Linked DNA regions of Mus musculus: all the other regions are linked to region 1. The links are chromatin contacts, called in public promoter capture Hi-C maps. All regions are on one chromosome and are shown on one strand. The core of a region is the stretch at or near the end of the contact, and the rest is flanking DNA. Distances in the headings are between cores, read along the strand shown. Region 1 holds the start of Tpp1 (tripeptidyl peptidase I). Region 2 holds the start of Trim5 (tripartite motif-containing 5). Region 3 holds the start of Rbmxl2 (RNA binding motif protein, X-linked-like 2). Region 4 holds the start of Trim12a (tripartite motif-containing 12A). Region 5 holds the start of Trim30c (tripartite motif-containing 30C).

Region 1 (2,702 bases), core at 88-2,587:
GCTGCTCGCTCTCCCGTTGTCTCACCATTCGGGGTAGCCCAGGGCCCCTCAGCTTCAGCACTCAGTACAGAGTCTGGCCTGGAGCCTCCGGATGACACAGAGCTGCGCATCTAGCTGTGGCCCTAACTGGGCCCCGACCTGGGACACGTCCAGTGTCCCCAAAGCAGGCCCCATTCTCAGCCTGCCCTGGGCAGCCTCGGACCATGACTGACTATGGGGAGGCCACCACCAGTCCCCTGCTCTCCACCTTAAACTCTTATAGCTGGGACAGGTCCCACATTTCTCTGCAGTTCCTTCAGCACTAGGACCACAGAGGGCCTGTTGGTCATGACCTGTGGCCAGATCCAGTGTGGAGAGAAATAAGAATGAGGCAACAGCCTTGGGTTCTCTTCAGCCAAGACTTCCTGCCCTGCACCAGCGCCCTGCGATGGAGCTGAGACTTTATTTATTGGGGGTTAGGGGGATGGGGAGGTCCCTCCAATCTGGGCCCAGCTCTTTTGGGTTCTTCTGACATCCCTGCCCCTGCCCAGAACAAGTGCCAATTCTCACTCTGGAGCCTTAATAAACTGCAGTTTGTATCCAGCCTCTGGCTCTGTTCTGTCAGGGTAACCAGAAGTCACTGGCGTAGCACTGTGGATACCTGGCACAGTAGCCAAGGAGGCCCAGAGGGAGGGCGGACAACAGGACATGTAGGAGTAGGGTTGGCACTGAGAGCTCAGAAGCCTAGCCTTGGGATCTCTGCTGCTTTCCCCTCTAACATGGTCAGGACTTGAACTGCAGTGGTTTCCTGCAGAGACTGACAGAGTAGGAAGCAGTCTAGGGTCCTAAGCCTGAGGGTCTGGAATAAGATATGGTGATTATTAAGAGTAGGTAAGTGAAGAAATCCCCAACCCCCCCCCCCCACACACACACACCTTGGAAACATGAAATGTCCACATTCATAAGAGCTCACATTAGTTGAGTCTGCCAGGTCAGTCTTGGCTCCATAGGCTTGCTTTATTGCAATGTCCACTTTTACTCCCAAGTATGAGGCACATTTCTTTTACGTAACAGTCACTGAATTTTAAGTGAAGAAACCTAGGCTCTGAGAGCTTGTTTTTCTAATATTGTACGGCCAGGAGCAGCCCATACCTATGGGGCTTCAGAGCCCACTCCTTTATGATTCCTTTAGAGACAGACAGACTTGGGCAGCAGGTGAAGAGGAGCCCTGGGCTTAGATGCTCAACACAGCATAGAATTCTAATAGCAGCCCCAGCATTCAGAACAGCTCATTTGGGAGGGAGGAGTCAGCAACGTCACTAGTTACTAGGCAGGGAGATGGGGGAGGTGCCAGACCATGCTCATGTGACTTATCACATGACTACAGATCAGCCTGAAAGCCAAAATGGGACTCCAAGCCCGGTGAGAAACTGAGGTGGGGAGGGTAGCTAAGGGGGATTACATTAGAGGGATTACATGTTGTAGAAGGAGTACAATGAGGGTTCGGCTCCTGATGAAACCCACCTGCTGTCCCTGCAGCCTCCTAGGGCTCCTTGCTCTCGTCATCGCCGGCAAATGCACTTACAACCCTGAGCCGGACCAGCGGTGGATGTGAGTTGATTTAGTACTACAGGTGCCTGTCTCTGCAGACGCTTGGTCCTAGCTTTCCTCATCCTCAACTGCTCCTAGTACCCACTCTGTAGCCTTATTCGACACCCCCTCGGCTTAATCTCTGGTCATTTATCTCCTATGATCCTTATCTGCATCTAGGATTCGACCCAAAGTCTCAGTTCTTAATCCCAAACTTTCCATGATCTGGATTTCTCGTTATGGCCTAATCAAATCATGTCCCTGACCCTGTAGGCTGCCTCCAGGCTGGGTGTCCCTGGGCCGCGTGGATCCCGAGGAAGAGCTGAGTCTCACTTTTGCGCTGAAACAGCGGAACCTGGAAAGACTCTCGGAGCTGGTGCAGGCTGTGTCGGATCCTAGCTCTCCTCAATATGGTGCCTATCAGTTGGGGCAGGAAGTGGGAGGCAGGACCAGGCAGGCACTGGCTGGTGCAGATCATGTAGGGCCATGTTTCTGGTATGACAGACAAATGACAATAACTGCCATATTCATACACACACACACACACACACACACACACACACACACACACCAAAATTTCCACCTGAGTTCTTCAGTCTTAAAACTAAGAACAAATCTAAGCCTAGTAGCATGAGGTAATAATCCTAGCTACTTGGACTAAAACAGGACGATTTTGAATCCAAGGCATGCCTGGGCAGTGTAGCAATATTGTCAACATTAAAACCAATTTTTTTTAGAGGCCTAGCTAGCTCATTGATAGGGTGGGTGCTTACGGAGCATATGAAAAACCCTAGGTTCAAGTGCCAGGAAGATGGTGGGTGTGGGGTAGCTAGCTGTGTTTAAGAACACATGATTCATAATCAGATCTAGATTGAAATGTTCACTTACCCTACCAGCTCTCAAATGGAGGACTAGCACTTAGTGTGTGTGCATGATCAAGTCATGGACCTTACCCCACTCTCATAGCCACTGCCACACCCTCCTCTGTTGCTAGTTCAAGTCCTAAATTGTCTTTGGATTAATCCACTCTGGCCATTCCTCTTGCTACCAACTCAGTTGTTTATTCTCTTTCTGGATTACTGCCCAGTACCCGGACTGGTTTGAAGCTTCCTCTCCTTCACCCCACTCCCCAG
Region 2 (2,702 bases), core at 115-2,614, 1.5 Mb after region 1:
AACAGCAAAAGTTCATGATCCCAGCACTAGGGAGGCTAAGGGAGCTAGAGCTCATTTAGGGTCAGTCTATCTGAAAGGAAGAAGAGTATAAGACAGTTGTAAGTATATGAAATAAATTCAAACTACAGAGTTATGTCTGCTGTCACTCATCATTCCATATATCAGTAGATCAGAGAATGTAGGGAAATAATTAGAGAGGCAAACAGGAAAGGGGATGAGACAGGTGATGGTGGCTTCTCCAACATTCACTCACACAACTGACTTTCTTTAATTAATTTGTGATTTATTGATTGATTCCTCTCTTTCTTTCTCCCTTCCTTTTTTCTTTGGAAAGCTTCAGGTGTTTCCCACGCCATCCTGATGTCAGTCACCATGGCTGAGGATGGCTTTGACCTCCTGATCCTCATGCAGCCAGCTGCAAGGCAGTGGCTTCCTGTGCCGGTTTGAATAACCATGGCCCCAAAGGCTAAGATCTTTTGAATACTTGGCTCTCAGCTATCAGGACACTGTTCAGGAAAGATTAGGGGTGTGGCATTCTTGGAGAAGGTATGGCATGGGTGCAAGCTTTCAGGATTCAATAGATTCTGACCAACACCACCATTCTCTCTCTGCCTCAGGTTTCTGTCAAGATTGTGTCTCCAGTTGTGACTTCTCACTTTCTGCTCCAGCACCGTGTCTCCCTGCCTGTTATCAGGCTCTCCACTGTGGTGGTCATGAACTCTAACCCATAGGAACTGTGTGTGCCAAATTAAACACTCTACTTGTAACTTGTCCTAGTCATGGTATTTATCAGAGCAGTAGAAGAGTAAGGAAGATAGACCGCAGGGGCCACCACAGCTGGTTTTGTACACTTCTGAGGACCATCCCAGTGCTCCATGCTTGATAGGTAAGCACTATGTCAACTGAACCTCATTCCCAGCTCTACAGATTTCCCCCTTCTAATCCATTAGTGCTGAGTCACTATATAGGTGTTCAATACACCTCTAAGCCAAATAGGAACCTCCAAGACATTCTGGTGAGGGACTCCTAAAAGGGAGGAAATGAATGGGTGGATCAGATCAGCACTGGAAAAGGACTAAGTCTGTTCGTTCAGCCACATAATACATAATCTGGAGGAGACCATGGGGCAGCTGGTGAGCCCTCTACAGCTCATTACTCTCTGCTGTGAGGGTGGTGAGGTGTTTCTGCCTGGCTCTGCACATAACTCCTCCCCAGTTTCCAGAGCCAGCCAATGCTGATATGAGGGTAACTTCCTCAGTCAGTGGGGTTCTGCAGGCTTATGCAAAGGCATCTCATTGGTCTGTAGAGTTGTGGTTTCTGTTTCATTTCCAGAGCTCAAACTTTCCTTTCTCTAGATTTTAGCCGGAAATACCTTGAAGTTCTGGATTGGTGAGTTAATTCTCCCTGGTTTACAACTTTCTGGCGTCTGATAACGGGCTGAGCAATTTTAGGGGGCAGACTTTTGAAGACTTTGAAAGGAGAACATTGCTTTTGCTTGGGTCAGTTTATCCTGTAAAAGCGGGGGAGGGGAAGGGGGAGGGGCTACTGGCCTCTGTTTGAAAATGCAAATGGGGGAGCTTGAGGGAGGTGCCTCCTCAACAACAACAACAAAAAACCAACAACAACAACAAAAAAAAAACTACTTTAAAGATGCCTGTTGTCCAGATTTAGTCTCCCCCTTCCGATTCACAATCTGTAATTTTGAATTGTACCTTGTCGACGAGATCCAGAACATTGTTGTCTATGACAGTCATTCTTTTTTCAGGCAGCAAAGCTGGATCAGAGCCTCTGCTTTTTAAAGCGTTTTTGTTTGATAAAGTGGTACTTCCGCATACTCTAGAGCTTTGGTTCTTTACCGGATCGGACCCGTTTGAATGACCTTTTCACGGGAGTTTCACTTTAGATATCTCGCATGTCATACATTCATATTATGATTCACAACAATAGAAAAATATAGTTAAGAGGTAGCAAAGACGACAGTTTTATGGTTGGGGTCAATACAACACGAGGAAGTTTTCTAAAGAGTTGAAGCATTAAGAAAGTTGCAAAATACTCCTCTAAGAGTCCCAGAGTTTCTCTCAGTTTAGTACCAGAGACTGAGAGCCTGTTATTTAATCACCGACCCTGTTTGACAGTCCCAAGCCCGGGAATAACTTCAGCTATTTCCTTCTCCTTCAGATATTTTCTCCATACCAATATAAACTTCAGCCCAGCTTGAGATTCCAGATACACAGGAGGCAGAAGGATTATAAATTGATGGCCATCATCAGCAACTCAATAAGACTCATTCATAGAATATTTTTTTAAAAGACATCTGTGACTTAGTTCAGTGATAGGGTACTTTTCAAGCTTTGGGTTCAGTTCCCACGCAGAGGGGAAGGGGTGTTTGAAGATGGGAAAACTACTATGAGCATGCTCCAATGACACATCTGAAGATTTTCCCCGAAGTGCCAGCTTTTGTAAGGTTTCTTGGAGAGAGGATATGTTTTATGTTGCCCAGACTGGTCTCCAGCTTTTCTGACAGCCCCACTTCCAAGTCTCTGTAGTGTCAGGAGCACATGACTGCAACAGCCTCTTTCTACCTTTAAAGAATGAAAATTAAATTTTTGTTTGATGTTAAAAATGTCAAATTAAAAAAAAAAAGTTTGAGAGAGAGATGTGTGATTAGGGATATCATGGCTTTGCTCAAGCTGATCTAGGTG
Region 3 (2,702 bases), core at 94-2,593, 1.5 Mb before region 1:
AATCTTAAAACGGTAAAAATAAGAAAAACAACTCTTCTTAGGACTAGTCCTTGGATGAGTTACCAGGAAACTGATTCTTCTTTTTCTAGACTTCCGATGCCAGTCCTGAGGCCAGCGGGCTCAGTACCTGCTCCGGCCTCCCCCTCGCTCCAGGCGGCTTCCCACGCGGCCTCCGCCCCTCGGGGGCGCCCGGCGGCCCGAGCGGCTGTAGGAATCCCGCGGCGCCGGGCAGTTTCGTTCTACAGACGGCGGCAGCCCGCGCTCCGGCCTACCCACGCGCTCACGGCCACTCGAGTAGCGCTCGCTGCGGTAGCTGTCGCGGCCGCCATAGCCGTCGGGCGAGCAGCCTCGGTACTCGTCATAGCGGCCCCCGCCGTAAGATGGCGGTGGCCCTCGGGCAGGACCGGCGCCACGCGGGTCCCCGTAGCTGTCGAAGGGGTCGCGGTAGGAGCCTCCGCTAGGATGCTCGTAGTCGCGCTCGCGGCCGCCGTAGCCGTCGCGCTCACAGTAGCCCCGGGAAGGGCATTCGTCTCGCGCGCTCGAGTGGCCATAGTCGCGGTAGGTGTAGTCGCGGGGCGAGGGCGCGAAGTCGCGCGGGTCCCGGGCGCTCGGGTAGTCGCGGCTCGAATAGCTCTCCCGGGGCGAGTAGCCCTCGTCGCGCGGGCCCAGGTACGGGTCGCGGCGCGGCGGTGGCAGCTCCCGGCGCGGCGGGCCCCCGTAGCCGTCTCGTCCCCGGGAGCCCGCCGCCCGCCCGCGAATTCCCGCGCCGCTGCGCGCGGGGCCCGACGGCGCTGCTCTTTTGGGCGGAGGCCCGGCCCGGCGCGGCGGCGGCCCGCGCTTCAGTGGCATGGGGGCCCGCGAAGGCCGCAGGTCGAAATCCCCCGTGTAGCCGCCTTCGTCGGCCGACCCGCCCCGGGAGGGAGGGCGCCTCGGGCCGCCGCCACGGGTCCCGCGCAGGCCCCTCGGGCGGCCGCGGCTTCGGGGAGGAGGGGGCCCGCGCCGGCCGCTCTCGAACACCGGCTTGGTGGCTTGGGCCACTTTGATGGCCTTACCATCCAGGGACTTGCCGTTCATGTCTCGGGCTGCGGCCTTGGCGTCCGCGGGGTTCTCGAAGGTGACGAAGGCGAAGCCTCTGGACTTGGAGGTTTCCCGGTCCTTCATCAGGAGCACCTCGATGATGCGGCCATACTTGCCGAAAGCGGTTTCGAGGCCCTTCTCGTCGGTCTCGAGGTTGAGACCGCCGATGAAGAGCTTCCCTGGACGGTCGGCTTCAACCATGTCGGCAGCAGCGACGGCAGCAGCGGCGATTGAGGTGGTGAAGAGCCGAGAGACGGCGCGACACTGAGCTCCTCGGCTGGTCCAGACCGCCTCCTACCGGTCGGGGAGCGCTGTGCGTAGGCGGGAGGGCGGAAGGCAGGGCCCGGCGGCCCCTGAGCCACGGGCGACTCCTGCCTGTGATTGGTCGGCAGGTCCGCACCTCAAGCGAGTGTCTCGGGGAGGCGGAAACTGGTTTGTGGCTTCGGTGGGCTCTCCCGGCTCACTCTGCTGGCCCTGGCTTCACGTGTGGGCCCCGTCCCAGAAGCGCGGCTGAATTCAAAAGCCGTTAGGCGAAGAAGAAAGAAAGTTCCATTGCTCTTAATGAGAAGAATCCCAAAGCATTCCAAACCTAGTTACCCACACGAGTTTAAAACAAACAAACAAACAAACAAACAACCCCCTGGAAAATGAAATTAGGAGTCGTTTAAAAGATTTAGAACGGAGTTTGTATATAAAGCTTAGTCATGAGATGCGGGGTTTATTTTTTCCCCTGAAGGGAAGAAGGTGTTGGAAGGGGAATCAACAGTGGAATAGATGGATTTACTTATTATTATTATTATTATTATTATTATTATTATTATTATTATTATTTACTTAAACCTTTGTCCGTTTGGTCTCATATGTGTACACGAAAATGGTTTTCACATTTCTTCCTGCCAGTTTGTAAGGTTTAATCCTAACCATGATTATCTTGTCTATTTCTCCTCCTTTTTAAAACTTCTCTTATAAAATGGTTTGTCATATTTTTCCTCAGCTGTGGAAGAAGTTTCTTATTCCATTTTCTCTAATGTTCTCTAAGTTTATAAATGTGCTTAGTTTGATGCCTAATCTTTCACGGGTGTGTGTATCCATGTAACCATGACCCCCACACGTCAAGATGCCTACCAGTCCCCTCACTGGAACTCTCCCATTGTATTTCCATCAGAACAGTGCCTGCTTTCCTCACAATTGGGCTCACTGTTTTCTCATCTACCACAAGTGGAATTTTCCTGTTCTTTGGCTTTATATACATTTACTTCTGTAATCACAATGAACTCTTGTGATTTTGCTGATTCACCCAGCATATTTTGTGATTTATCTATGTGACTAGTGTGATATTTTTAAAATATTTCTTATATAGTTCTTTTGCATCCTTTCTCCCTCTCTTTGGTGAACATTGGAACATCCACCACTCTGGAGAGTGCCTCCTTCCTAACCAAATCATTTAGGAAACCTGACCCCAAAATACATTTGGATTCCATTTAATTCCATTTTGCACTGTTAACACCTTCATACAAGCTACAGACATATAACACAGTCTTTGTCTAGGCTTCTTGGTATAGGGCTTCCTAAAACCCTTAGCATTTCTGGGAAAGAATGCCTTTTGTTATTTCTAGGACATACTT
Region 4 (2,702 bases), core at 67-2,566, 1.4 Mb after region 1:
AAACTGAACAACAACAGCAAAAGTTCATGATCCCAGCACCGGGGAGGCTAAGGGAGCTAGAGCTCATTTAGGGTCAGGCTATCAGAAAGGAAGAAGAGTATAAGACAGTTGTAAGTATGTGAAATAAATTCAAACTACAGAGTTATGTCTGCTGTCACTCATCATTCCATATTTCAGAAGACAGAGACTGTAGGGAAATAATTAGAGAGGCAAACAGGAAAGGGGATGAGACAGGTGATGGTGGCTTCTCCAACATTCACTCACACAACTGACTTTCTTTAATTAATTTGTGATTTATTTATTTATTCTTCTCTTTCTTTCTCCCTTCCTTTTCTCTTTGGAAAGCTTCAGGTGTTTCCCATGCCATGCTGATGTCAGTCACCATGGCTGAGGATGGCTTTGACCTCCTGATCCTCATGCAGCCAGCTGCAAGGCAGTGGCATCCTGTGCCGGTTTGAATAACAATGGCCCCAAAGCCTAAGATCTTTTGAATACTTGGTTCTCAGCTATCAGGACACTGTTCAGGAAAGATTAGGAGTGTGGCATTCTTGAAGAAGGTATGGCATGGGTGTAAGCTTTCAAGATTCAATAGATTCTGACCACCAACACCATTCTCTCTCTGCCTCAGGTTTCTGTCAAGATTGTGTCTCCAGTTGTGACTTCTCACTTTCTGCTCCAGCACCATGTCTCCCTGCCTGTTATCAGGCTCTCCACTGTGGTGGTCATGAACTCTAACCCATAGGAACTGTGAGTGCCAAATTAAACACTCTACTTGTAACTTGTCCTAGTCATGGTATTTATCAGAGCAGTAGAAGAGTAAAGAAGATAGACCACAGGGGCCACCACAGCTGGTTTTGTACACTTCTGAGGACCATCCCAGTGCTTCATGCTTGATAGGCAAGCACTATGTCAACAGAACCTCATTCCCAGCTCTACAGATTTCCCCCTTCTAATCCGTTAGTGCTGAGTCACTATATAGGTGTTCAATACACCTCTAAGCCAAATAGGAACCTCCAAGACATTCTGGTGAGGGACTCCTAAAAGGGAGGAAATGAATGGGTGGATCATATCAGCACTGGAAAAGGACTAAGTCTGTTCGTTCAGCCACATAATACATAATCTGGAGGAGACCATGGGGCAGCTGGTGAGCCCTCTACAGCTCATTACTCTCTGCTGTGAGGGTGGTGAGGTGTTTCTGCCTGGCTCTGCACATAACTCCTCCCCAGTTTCCAGAGCCAGCCAATGCTGATATGAGGGTAACTTCCTCAGTCAGTGGGGTTCTGCAGGCTTATGCAAAGGCATCTCATTGGTCTGTAGAGTTGTGGTTTCTGTTTCATTTCCAGAGCTCAAACTTTCCTTTCTCTAGATTTTAGCCGGAAATACCTTGAAGTTCTGGATTGGTGAGTTAATTCTCCCTGGTTTACAACTTTCTGGCGTCTGATAAAGGGCTGAGCAATTTTAGGGGGCAGATTTTTGAAGACTTTGAAAGGAGAACATTGCTTTTGTTTGGGTGAGTTTATCCTGTAAAAGCGGGGGAGGGAAAGGGGGACGGGCTGCCGGCCTCTGGCTGAAAATGCAAATGGGGGAGCTTGAGGGAGGTGCCTCCTCAACAACAACAACAACAAAAAACTACTTTAAAGATGCCTGTTGTCCAGATTTAGTCTCCCCCTTCCGATTCACAATCTGTAATTTTGAATCGTACCTTGTCGACGAGATCCAGAACTTTGTTGTCTATGACAGTCATTCTTTTTCCAGGCAGCAAAGCTGGATCAGAGCCTCTGCTTTTTACTGCGTTTTTGTGTGATAAAGTGGTACTTCCGCATACTCTAGGGCTGTGGTTCTTTACCGGATCAGACCCGTTTGAATGACCTTTTCACGGGAGTTTCACTTTAGATATCTCGCATGTCATACATTCATATTATGATTCAAAACTGTAGAAAAATATAGTTAAGAGGAAGCAAAGACCACAGTTTTATGGTTGCGGTCAATACAACACGAGAAAGTTTTCTAAAGAGTTGCAGCATTAGGAAAGTTGCAAAATACTCCTCTAAGAGAACCAGAGTTTCTCTCAGTTTAGTAACAAAGACTGAGAGCCTGTTATTTAGTCATCGACCCTGTTTGACAGTCCCAAGCCCGGGAATAACTTCAGCTATTTCCTTCTCCTTCAGATATTTTCTCCATACCAATATAAACTTCAGCCCAGCTTGAGATTCCAGATACACAGGAGCAGAAGGATTATAAATTGATGGCCATCATCAGCAACTCAATAAGACTCATTCATAGAATATTTTTTTAAAAGACATCTGTGACTTAGTTCAGTGATAGGGTACTTTTCAATCTTTGGGTTCAGTTCCCACGCAGAGGGGAAGGGGTGTTTGAAGATGGGAAAACTACTATGAGCATGCTCCAGTGACACATCTGAAGATTTCCCCCAAAGTGCCAACTTTTGTAAGGTTTCTTGGAGAGAGGATATGTTTTATGTTGCCCAGACTGGTCTTCAGCTCTTCCGACAGCCCCACTTCCAAGTCTCTGTAGTGTCAGGAGCACATGACTGCAACAGCCTCTTTCTACCTTTAAAGAATGAAAATTAAATTTTTGTTTGATGTTTAAAATGTCAAATTAAAAAAAAAAAGTTTGAGAGAGAGATGTGTGATTAGGGATATCATGGCTTTGCTCAAGCTGATCTAGGTGCCCAGAAGACA
Region 5 (2,702 bases), core at 128-2,627, 1.4 Mb after region 1:
CCAGCTGCAAGGCAGGGGCATCCTGTGCTGGTTTGAATAACAATGGCCCCAGAGGCTAAGATTTTTGAATACTTGGTTCTCAGTTATCAGGACACTGTTCAGGAAAGATTAGGAGTGTGGCATTCTTGGAGAAGGTATGGCATGGGTGCAAGCTTTCAGGATTCAATAGATTCTGACCACCACCACCATTCTCTTTCTGCCTCAGGTTTGTGCCAAGATAGTGTCTCAAGTTGTGACTTCTCACTTCCTGCTCCAGCACTGTGTCTCCCTGCCTGTTATCAGGCTCTCCACTGTGGTGGTCATGAACTCTAATCCATTTAACTTGAGCCCCAAGTCAAACACTTTCTTTATAACTTGCCCTAGTCATGGTGTTTATCCCAATAGTAGAAGAGTAAGGACGACAGATGACACGTGTGTGTGTCTCCACACCTGATTTAGTACAGCGCTTAGGTTCCATCACTGGGCTCCATCACTTAGGTTCTAGGTGAACACTAGGCCCAGAGAAGCCCATTCACAACCCTACAGATTTCTACCTTCTAGTCAGGGAATGTTACATCAGTATTGTTGCTCTTTAATACAAATCCTAAATCAAATGGAAACAACTAAGACATTCTGGTGAGGGAGCCCTGGAAGGGGGAAATGAATGCATGGGTCAGATCAACACTGTGAAAGGACTAGGTCTTTTCAGCCACAGAATACATAATCTGGGGACATCATGGGGCAGCTGGAGAGCCCTCTGCAACTCACTACTCTCTCTGCTGTGAGGGTAGTGAGGTATTTCTGCCTGGCTCTGCACATGACTCCTCCCCATCCTGTCCCTGATGGATGAGGAATCTTGCTTGTGTGGCAGCTTCCCTGAACTGCAACTTCCTTCCTGTTCTCATCCTACAAGAGTCCAGCTCCAACCTCAGAGGAACACTGCAGCTTTCTGTCCCTAGTCTTGTTTTTTCCTTCCCTTTGGGCCACACTTGCCACCTAGGCAAAGCCAGCACAGGAGCTCAGGTGCAGGAGAAGCCCATGGGGAAAGCTTTCTTTCCATCACAGGCAGATTTCCAGAGGGTCAGGAACTTTTTGGATGATTGTATCATGAGTCTGAACAAGTGACATAACAAGTTCCTGTAGCTCTGAAAATGTCCCAAGTTACTGGAAGGCAGAGCTGACCTAAGGCAACTGACTCCCTCTGGTAGTAAAACCCCAGTTAATAATGGGGTACCACCCTGTTGGTTGATAGTTCTGTGGTTCCTTTTTCTCAGTTCCACCCCTCAAAGTCTTAACTTTCATTTCTCTTGTGGTTCACCAGAGCCCGTGACTAAATTCTTAGAAGCTTAGTGACTAAGTTCTCAGGGTATAGACTTTGCTCCTCTCCATGATTCTGGGTCATTTGGTTGGTGTTTGAAGGTGTGAGAACAATATTAGACTGCAGAGTTGGGAGGAATTTAGAAGAAAGCACTGTCTCTGCTTTGGTGAGTTTAATTTGAAACTAAGAAGGAAGGGGAGGTGGAGAACTGCTGGCTTTCTGCTGAGTGTTCTGGGCCTAGGAGTCAGAGGGAAGGGTGGCCTGGGGAAATAGCTCTCATGGGCTGAAGAGATCCGGTTATTTCTCCAAATTTACTCTCTTCTTTCCTAATCTTTAATTTTGAGTTGCACATGAATCTCCTGCTCCAAGAGAGAAACTGCTCTCCCTCAAAAGTAGAGCCAGGGCAGAGTTTGAAAACAAAAGTTTAAGATTTATCTGAGTAATAATGGATTTACCCATGATTCTATGGATTCATTCCCTATGTTTCTGTCCCTGTGATTAGAAGTCCTGACCTTCCTGCAGCTACCTATTCATGTATGCCACTCCAACCTCAGTAGAATCTGTGTGACAAGTTCCACAGACTGAGGTGAAAACTTCAAAAGAAGGAGGCCTCCTAGAACCAGTTGTGGAACTCTTGGCTGAAATAAAATATTGAGCCCTAGTTCTCATGGCAATTTATCTGTTTTATCTTTTTTATTCATTTTTTTATTTACAAGATGTTCCTGATAGCTTAGGCTAAGATCTTAAGTAAGAATAATGGGTAAGAAACCATCCCTTGAGATGGGGTCACTAACCATGGCCTTATCTCTGGAAAAACCAACATTTCACTTTATAAATCATGCATAAGATAGAATTGATAACTAAAAACTTTCCCAACAATAAAATTTTACATGGCTGCACATGTATCATTGGAAATAGGCTTTCGTATATTGTTTAAGAAAGCCTTAAATAAAAAGAATAAAAATACTTCAAATATATGCTTTGAAGATTTACAGAAAATCAGGTACTAGATGTTAAACAACAACTGATCATAAAAATGTATTAACTTGTTCTTGGAAATTTGCCACTAGCCTTAGATGATTTTTGTATTTTACTATGCCAAATGATTATAATAATATCTGTTCTACCTGACTGCTTCACTGAACACACTTTTCTTAGAAGTTGTAGTACTTGAATGAGAGAGAGAGGAAGAAAGGGAGAAAGGGAGAGAGGAAGAAAGGGAGACAGACAGAGGCAGGCAGACAGACACAGGGAGAGACAGAGGGAGTATGAGAGAGAAAAAACACTGGAGAAGCACACTTTCAGGAAGTGTCAGATTTCTATTCCTTTGGAACATGATGTCCCTATAGATCTCATCCTAAACTCATGGAATTGTCCAGTGTCAGCCTCCACAGCTGCAGAGATT

The links. Promoter capture Hi-C pulls out the DNA fragments that hold promoters and counts their contacts.
Region 2: a contact with region 1 is called in a promoter capture Hi-C map of pre-B cells, with 5 times the contacts expected there. The contact joins the promoter of Trim5 here to the promoter of Tpp1 in region 1. A contact is called at or near these places in 3 of 39 promoter capture datasets (liver and pre-B cells).
Region 3: a contact with region 1 is called in a promoter capture Hi-C map of embryonic stem cells, with 5 times the contacts expected there. The contact joins the promoter of Rbmxl2 here to the promoter of Tpp1 in region 1. A contact is called at or near these places in 3 of 39 promoter capture datasets (all in embryonic stem cells) and 1 of 115 datasets of contacts at active chromatin or transcription factors (embryonic stem cells).
Region 4: a contact with region 1 is called in a promoter capture Hi-C map of liver, with 8 times the contacts expected there. The contact joins the promoter of Trim12a here to the promoter of Tpp1 in region 1. A contact is called at or near these places in 4 of 39 promoter capture datasets (liver, neutrophils and pre-B cells).
Region 5: a promoter capture Hi-C map of liver shows a contact between it and region 1, with 6 times the contacts expected there. The contact joins the promoter of Trim30c here to the promoter of Tpp1 in region 1. A contact is called at or near these places in 6 of 39 promoter capture datasets (the 3T3-L1 cell line, the C10 cell line, hippocampal neurons and 2 more).

The regions. Positions count from the first base shown.
Region 1 is chr7:105,750,870-105,753,571 of GRCm38.p6, reverse strand. Tpp1 (tripeptidyl peptidase I) reads left to right here and starts at 1,337. Exons shown (of 13, transcript NM_009906.6): 1 at 1,337-1,401; 2 at 1,519-1,590; 3 at 1,843-1,982. The coding sequence starts at 1,385. It overlaps Dchs1 (dachsous cadherin related 1), which reads left to right. Exons shown (of 21, transcript NM_001162943.1): 21 at 1-583. The coding sequence ends at 114.
Region 2 is chr7:104,286,768-104,289,469 of GRCm38.p6, reverse strand. Trim5 (tripartite motif-containing 5) reads left to right here and starts at 1,364. Exons shown (of 8, transcript NM_001310602.1): 1 at 1,364-1,389.
Region 3 is chr7:107,208,086-107,210,787 of GRCm38.p6, reverse strand. It overlaps Rbmxl2 (RNA binding motif protein, X-linked-like 2), which reads right to left and starts at 1,343. Exons shown (of 1, transcript NM_029660.2): 1 at 1-1,343. The coding sequence starts at 1,278. The coding sequence ends at 121.
Region 4 is chr7:104,314,109-104,316,810 of GRCm38.p6, reverse strand. Trim12a (tripartite motif-containing 12A) reads left to right here and starts at 1,316. Exons shown (of 8, transcript NM_023835.2): 1 at 1,316-1,400. It overlaps Gm15133 (predicted gene 15133), which reads right to left and starts at 1,780. Exons shown (of 7, transcript NR_040749.1): 1 at 1,703-1,780.
Region 5 is chr7:104,399,453-104,402,154 of GRCm38.p6, reverse strand. Trim30c (tripartite motif-containing 30C) reads left to right here and starts at 1,377. Exons shown (of 8, transcript NM_001378693.1): 1 at 1,377-1,463.